Regions from separate parts of the Drosophila melanogaster genome. Here region 2 is linked to region 1. The links are chromatin contacts, called in public Hi-C maps. All regions are on one chromosome and are shown on one strand. Each heading gives the region's core, a stretch centred on a gene start, on an enhancer-like site or on the middle of the called end of the contact. The rest is flanking DNA. Distances are from core to core; before and after follow the strand shown.

Region 1 (3,437 bases), core at 256-2,755:
TGTAACTAAATGATTAAAATTAAAATAAAAATCACAGTTTGAATGCACAAAATTGAAATAAAGTCGATTTCTCCATTTACAAAAACTTGATATCTCCATTTGGAAATTCTAATTGGTTTGCTCTCCTGCCTTTTCTGCTTCCACTCTCTCTCTCACTTCCAATTGGAATTGGGGACTAACGAAATGGAATCAAGTTCAAGGCCACGATCGATTGATTGCCATCTCTGTCGCACTTGTTGGATGTGACTCACCTGCTGATTGGAATGAAGCTGCGCTGCTCCTCCTCTGCCGGCGTTGCCTCCTCATCGACGTTGGCAGAGGCAGCGACCTCTGACGTCACGGGGCGGTAAATCAAAGGCTTCACGTTGCGTTCGAAATCGTCGAGGAAAACGACATCGTGGACGGGAATAATGCGGTGATCGGTGACGTTGAAGTGGAGATCGCGAAAGGGGCCGTTGAAGAGGCAGCGCAACGGTGACGTCACCAGCACAGCATCTTCCGGAGGTAACTGTAAAAAATGTACAATATTTGTTGTATTTTAACGTATATCAAACATTTACTGATATAGTTTTATATTAAATCAAATACACCGCAACAAATCTCGTGCAAACATCAGATAAGATATTGATACGATACGATAATTAGTATAATATTTAAACAATGCGCAGTCAGGAGAAATATAGAATGGCTTATCAATTTTAAAATAAAACTAACGGAAACAGTAATATTGTACATATTTCAGTTTCAACTCAAAGCATAAGTTTCTCTGTAGCCAAGACACCATTTGGTAAGTTAAGAAAACTATTAAGTGGACGTTTTTTTTTTTACCTTGATTTTGCCATTGGTCGCCGAGAACATTGAGATTTCGAGATTTCAGCGATAAGAGATGAGCAACAACACAAATCAAATAGAATGCACAAGAAACACAGATACAACACCCACACATGAATGATCGTGCAACGGTGTGCGCAGAACAGTGAAGAGGAAGCAGAGAGACGAAGCAGAGGCGACAAATTGGACACGCGTGCGTCGCGTTGGTTGGATTTTGTGTTTTCTTATTTGACTATTGCCTTTTCGGTGCTACTTTAACGGGTTTCCCCGTTTCACAGCCTTTATCATCTTATTTTCGCAGGGCTTTTTTGCTTTTCAATTTACTGCCTGGGTTTCATTTAACTTCGCTGCTCTTCTACTTCATTCATTATTTGATTTGTTTACGTTGCTATTTCCCAATTTGTTTGCTTCTTTTCACTTCATTTTCTTTCAATTAGGACGCACACAAACACACAGGAAAAAACAAAAAAAAAAAAAGAGAGACACGAACGCCACTTGCACAATTGAAAATAACAACAAATTAATGGGAACGCGCGAAACACGGGCTGCTGCGGCTGCGCCTTCACTTTTCACTAAAACAAAAAGCACGTAAATAATGTTGAGACGAGATTTTGCTTTTTGTTGTTGATTTCTTTGCCGATCGCTCTGCCGCCGCTCGACTGCGCTGCCCGCGACACCGCGCTCTTCCAATTGGTCCAATTGAGATCAAACAGCTGGTGGGCACTCGGATCTTCGATTGCCGCTGTCTGGCAGCACTGGGAACAGTGAGAACAGTGGCCAGACTGCGGAGCTGGCGATGGGCGATAGTTTTGTTTCATTAAAAGTAACTTTTGACTTTATATTAAATACAATACTAAAAAATGTAAAAATATGCTTTTTAATATGCACTTTAAGTGAAAATGATTGTACATTAAGTTTACTTCATAAAGACTTTAATGACCATAATTTGTTGATGGGCGTTAATTTTATTCTAACTTAAATAAACGTAATACCTAATATTTATATGTAATAACAAAATAAAATGAACCTAAATAAATAATGCAATCCACTTTAATTTGACATTATAATTATAATTTTTTTATAAATATATAAAATAAAAATAATAAATAAATAATTTCCGTAGTTATTGTAATGTATTACTATGATGAGTATATGTTAAAAGCTTTAGTTAATTTTATTTAAAAAATCTGAAGACTAAATATGGAATGAATTACGCCAAATGAAATGAAAATATGCATTGAAAAACATGCTTTATACCTAAAGGCGTAATATACATAAAGTGTGCTTTTCAATAAAAAAGTGAATGAACATAATATGGAATCAAATACATATACAAATTGAAATGCAAGTATACATTGATACAATTAAGTATAAAAAATCACAATTGTCATTTAATTTGGTAAATATTATTAAACAATGTATATCAAATAAAAGATGTTAGTATTAATCGATATCTTTCGATTATTTTGTCACGGCGAGGCACGCAGCGAAGCGCTCATCTCTAGCTTCAGCCTCCTCTTCAAAACCCATAGAACTGGCAAAATAAAAAAAAACGAATCAAGCGCTGATTTTACCGAATCTCTTTACTGAATCAGCATATTATCATAGTCCATATAGTCCGGCGTTCGAACGGGTAAGTTGAACACTAAACGGGAGACATGGGAATTATTTAAAATTCGAGAAAAATCGGTGAAAAGGAAGAAAAACAAGTGATTGCATACAGTTAGTTACACACACGCGGCGGCCGTTACTCCTTGTACATGTGTGTGCGTGTCTGTTCGCGCTTCCGAATGTTTGTGTTTTAGTGAAGCGGCATAAGCGTGCATTATCTTGTACAAATGTACGCATTTCTCCATTGCCAACATTCGCTTCACACACAAATTACTCGTTTTCCATGCTGGAAGTGCCATCTTAGTCTATTTCCCAGTTGCAAATTGGAAAATCAAAGAGCGTTCTGCTGGCCAGCATGTGTGGTGCGCGTGTATTGGTGTTGCGGCGAGAGCGCGAGCGAGATGGGGCGATGCGTTGCATGCGGCAACAGCATATCTCTTCCATCTCTTTCGTTTTTGTTCTTTTCCTTTTTTTTTTGTCTTTTTTTTTTTTGCTGACAGCTCTCTATGCTTCTAATAAATATTTATGCACAATTTTTGCAGAGCTGGCGAAGTAAACTTCAACTTCGAGAGTCTCGGAATCTTTCGGACTTTGCTATAGAAAAAACGCTTGTTAAAAAAAAGGATGTAAGTGATGAAGATGAAACGTAATGTAATGAAACGCACACTAGTAACATACATACATACATATCGCTTGAGTACATAGATCACCGCCAATAACATTAATGTTCCATTTTTGCCTTGCAGATCACCATGTCGCACACCATCCTATTGGTACAGCCGGGTGCTCGTCCGGAGACCCGCACTTACTGTGACTACGAGAGCGTCAACGAGTGCATGGAGGGCGTGTGCAAGATCTACGAGGAGCACCTGAAGCGCCGCAATCCAAACACTCCGACCATTACGTATGACATTAGCCAGCTATTCGATTTCATCGACACAATGGTGGACATTAGCTGCATGGTTTACCAGAAGAGCACCAATACCTATGCGCCC
Region 2 (3,437 bases), core at 440-2,939, 67 kb before region 1:
TTTTATTGCAACATTTACAATAATACCAGCGGCCTGTGATTTCCATTTTATGCCCCTTTCGATTGCAGTCAATATTTATGTTTAATTTGACTTGTTTTCATTTCAACTATGTTTTCATTGACAGCAAAGCAGTTAGTGAAAAGCCAGCCAAGAGTGGTCTAATTTCAGTCCATTCAATTTGTTGGTTTATCCCAGTGCAGCTACTATTATTTAGTTTATTTTTTGTTTAGTTTTTCTAACCTTCTTTTGACAGCTCACATTTTAAACATGAAGCAATGCAATTGAAGATTTAGGAGGGCATCTTATAGATGAGCTTACATATTTAAACAATCATTTTGCTTAAATAAATTATGCCGTAAAATTTAAGGCACCAAAAAATCAGGTAGATAAAGGTGAAGACATTCGGCTAACGATTTGCACGCTTCGATTTAAATTGAGCCAAGTGAGGCACAAAAAATTGTAACAAATTGTATGGGTATGGCATGGAAAAATCCAAACAAATTGCTTGGCATCAATTTAATGGTGCATGCTGTATTGATGAGCCACTCAGATGGATGGTTAATCAGAATTGCCAGCGGAATGGACAATTTGTATGTCCTTAGACGATGGGTTTTTTTGTGCCATGTTTTATGGCATAGTTTTGTTTTTGCCAAAGCTCCTTTCTCTGTCATCATTTGCGTGAGTAATTGCATGATAAAGTGCTGGCAAAATGGCCACAGTTGTGATTTGATGGGCATTGGCACTTGCAACATGTTGCAACTGGATGCGGCAAATGGAGCCAAGCAAAGGGGATATCCCTTTTGTTGCCTTATTGTTGCCATTTAAGCATCTCTTGAATGTTACGAGCGGACATAAAAAACAAAAAAAAAAAAAAAAACAAAAGCCAGCGGTGCTGCACAAAAATATGTCAAGCGTGTGTGCGGGCGATAAACCCGTCACACACACACAGATACCCACTCACTAACACACACGTGCCGCTGCAGTATTGCACATGTGTGAGTGTGTGTGTGTGTTTGTGTGTGTGGGCCATAACTTGAGGCGCCATTTAACTGCATTGCGTGCTGGCCTCTTTAATGGTCGGCCTTAAATGCATGGGAAAATGAAACGAGGCTAAAAAAAAACTCCTGATGAAAACTGCAGGCACCTAAAAACAAGGAATCCCAAGGCAGTGCTTAAAATAGAAGCTATCAACAGACCATTACACAAGCCATTGAAATCTTCCCATAATCTCGATATAATATTATCATATACTTTTATATATATATATTTTAAATCAATGTTTTTAAGTTTTTGCAATATGAACAAGCACATTTCTTAAGGCCTTGAATGATTGGTTATCATATTGAATTCATTGGGGTTGATAGGCCGAAACAACATCTGTTGTCAGCAGTCCCACTGATCGGATGGTCTGTTTCAAGGAACGAAAGACACGTCATGCCAACAACGTTTACACGCTTTGAAAGTACACTCAGAAAAAGAACTCATCAGTAGTTCTTTGAATACTCTTAAAAGATAGATTTGTTGCTATACTATTAACTTACACTTCATACTGCATATTTAATACATTTAATACATAATCATCATGGGCATTTCTCTCAGTGCACAAAGAGAGAGAGAGAGAGAGCTATCACGACGCTGCGATAAGCTCCACCGAATGCATATAACCCGATCATCGGCTGTACTGCGGCCTCAGTTGAGCGCCGAAATTCGTGAGCGATGGATCGTTGGCAGAATCGCGTGGCCGTTATCAGTGGCGCCAGTTCCGGAATCGGAGCAGCCTGTGCCCGGCTTTTGGTGGCAGCCGGTCTACAGGTGGTTGGCCTGGCCCGACGCACCGATCGCCTCGAGCAGCTGCGCCAATCTTTGCCGGCGGAGCAGAGGATGCGCTTCCATCAGCACAAATGCGATGTATCGCAGGAGTTGCAGGTGGACACAGCGTTCGAGTGGATCGAAAAGGAACTGGGCGGCATCGATGTGCTGATCAATAATGCGGGCATTGTGCTGGGTGGCCAGCTAATCGATATGCCCACCAAGGACATCAACAACATACTACAGACGAATCTCATGGGCAGCATTTACTGCACCAAATTGGCCGCCAGCAGCATGAGACGCCGCCAGGTGGCTGGACATCTGATCTTTGTGAATAGCACGGCCGGAGTGGCCGGTTATAAGCCAGATCCGGCGGATGAGAGCCTAAATGCGTACACGCCCAGCAAATTTGCCCTGACTGCCGTCCAGGAGATCTGCCGACAGGAGCTAATCAATCAAGGATCAAAAATTAAGACCACGGTGAGCAAAAGAAATTTGTGGGCACATCAAATTGGTTAGCAATCAATAACAAAACGAAAACCATTTACCGGCTATGATCTCCGCAAAAAGTTGTAAAAATCCATAAATAATAAGTACCTGCTCAAACATAAACTAGCATTTCGATAAGCACAGCTGCTTTGGTACAGTATAACCTCGTTATAAACGCTTTCCCAAATCGAATTTAATTTAATAGAATTATTTTTTAATAACTCATTGAGTCAATAATATTTGCATAAATTTTCCAATCCTGCAGAGCATCAATCCCGGCTGGGTGGCCACCGAGATCGTTCCGGACGAAACGAAGGCCAAGCTGGGCGAGGTAATCCTCCAGGCGGACGACGTCGCTCAGGCTGTACTGTACGCCCTATCCACGCCACCGCACACTCAGGTGGAGCAGATAACGCTGAGGGCGGTGGGCGAATATTTCTGATAGCCCGACAACACAACGCAGCCCCCGAGATTAGGCAATCGACTTGCAGTGGAACAGTAAAAATCAAATAAAGGCGAACGACCCGATCCGACATGGCGCACATGACACACGGCGAGATACTCACATACCCCCCCACATTTGGTTTGCCACAAACTGTTGGCACTCACCTCGTTTCGTTTTATTTTTATTATTGTGTTCAGTTACTACGTAGTATATACATATATGTATCTATATATGGCATATGTGTTCAGCACCTTTCCTCAAGCCAAATAAATAATTCAGTTTTGTGAACTAACAATGCAACGCGAAGAAGCGATTGTATTGCACAGGAGTGGCACACATATTTGCCTAGGGCTGGTTAAAAATTTATATAGACCACCAGCAATTGGTCTTTATAATGACAACGATAGAGTCATCGAACGGAAGCTCTTAATAATGGGCGGCACTTGTAAACTTGCGACTATTAATAATGCAGTAATTTCCAGTAATTTTGCACACGCGTCATAAATGTTAGCTTAAAATATAATTTTGAATGCCATTTTTAGAGGCATATATTATTAATATGTGTTGCATTGGTCAAAGCTAAGTGAAAATGTGTTGTTTGATAGTTTAAAGTTGCTTGCCGCCACAGCCACATAATCAAGGAATTAATTTTCAAATATATTTGCTTTGTGGCAATTGTGCGTATAAATTCTCG

Evidence for each region. Hi-C and Micro-C count contacts between places; a contact is called where the count stands out from the background.
Region 2: a contact with region 1 is called in a Hi-C map of the Kc167 cell line, with 2.8 times the contacts expected there. The contact joins the promoter of CG10962 here to the promoter of rdgA in region 1. A contact is called at or near these places in 1 of 1 datasets of contacts at CTCF or cohesin (the Kc167 cell line), 15 of 107 Hi-C or Micro-C datasets (the Kc167 cell line, the Ras3 cell line, the S2 cell line and 6 more) and 3 of 6 datasets of contacts at active chromatin or transcription factors (all in the Kc167 cell line).

What each region holds. Positions count from the first base shown.
Region 1 is chrX:8,905,136-8,908,572 of dm6, reverse strand. rdgA (retinal degeneration A) reads right to left here and starts at 1,505. Exons shown (of 18, transcript NM_001201635.1): 1 at 829-1,505; 2 at 252-508. The coding sequence starts at 858. e(r) (enhancer of rudimentary) reads left to right here and starts at 2,325. Exons shown (of 2, transcript NM_167171.2): 1 at 2,325-2,464; 2 at 3,189-3,437. The coding sequence starts at 3,195.
Region 2 is chrX:8,972,507-8,975,943 of dm6, reverse strand. It overlaps CG10962, which reads left to right and starts at 1,689. Exons shown (of 2, transcript NM_176714.3): 1 at 1,689-2,289; 2 at 2,564-3,036. The coding sequence starts at 1,717. The coding sequence ends at 2,740. All of the region lies in intron 3 of rdgA (retinal degeneration A), which reads right to left. It overlaps lncRNA:CR43836 (long non-coding RNA:CR43836), which reads left to right. Exons shown (of 4, transcript NR_073642.2): 4 at 2,564-3,036.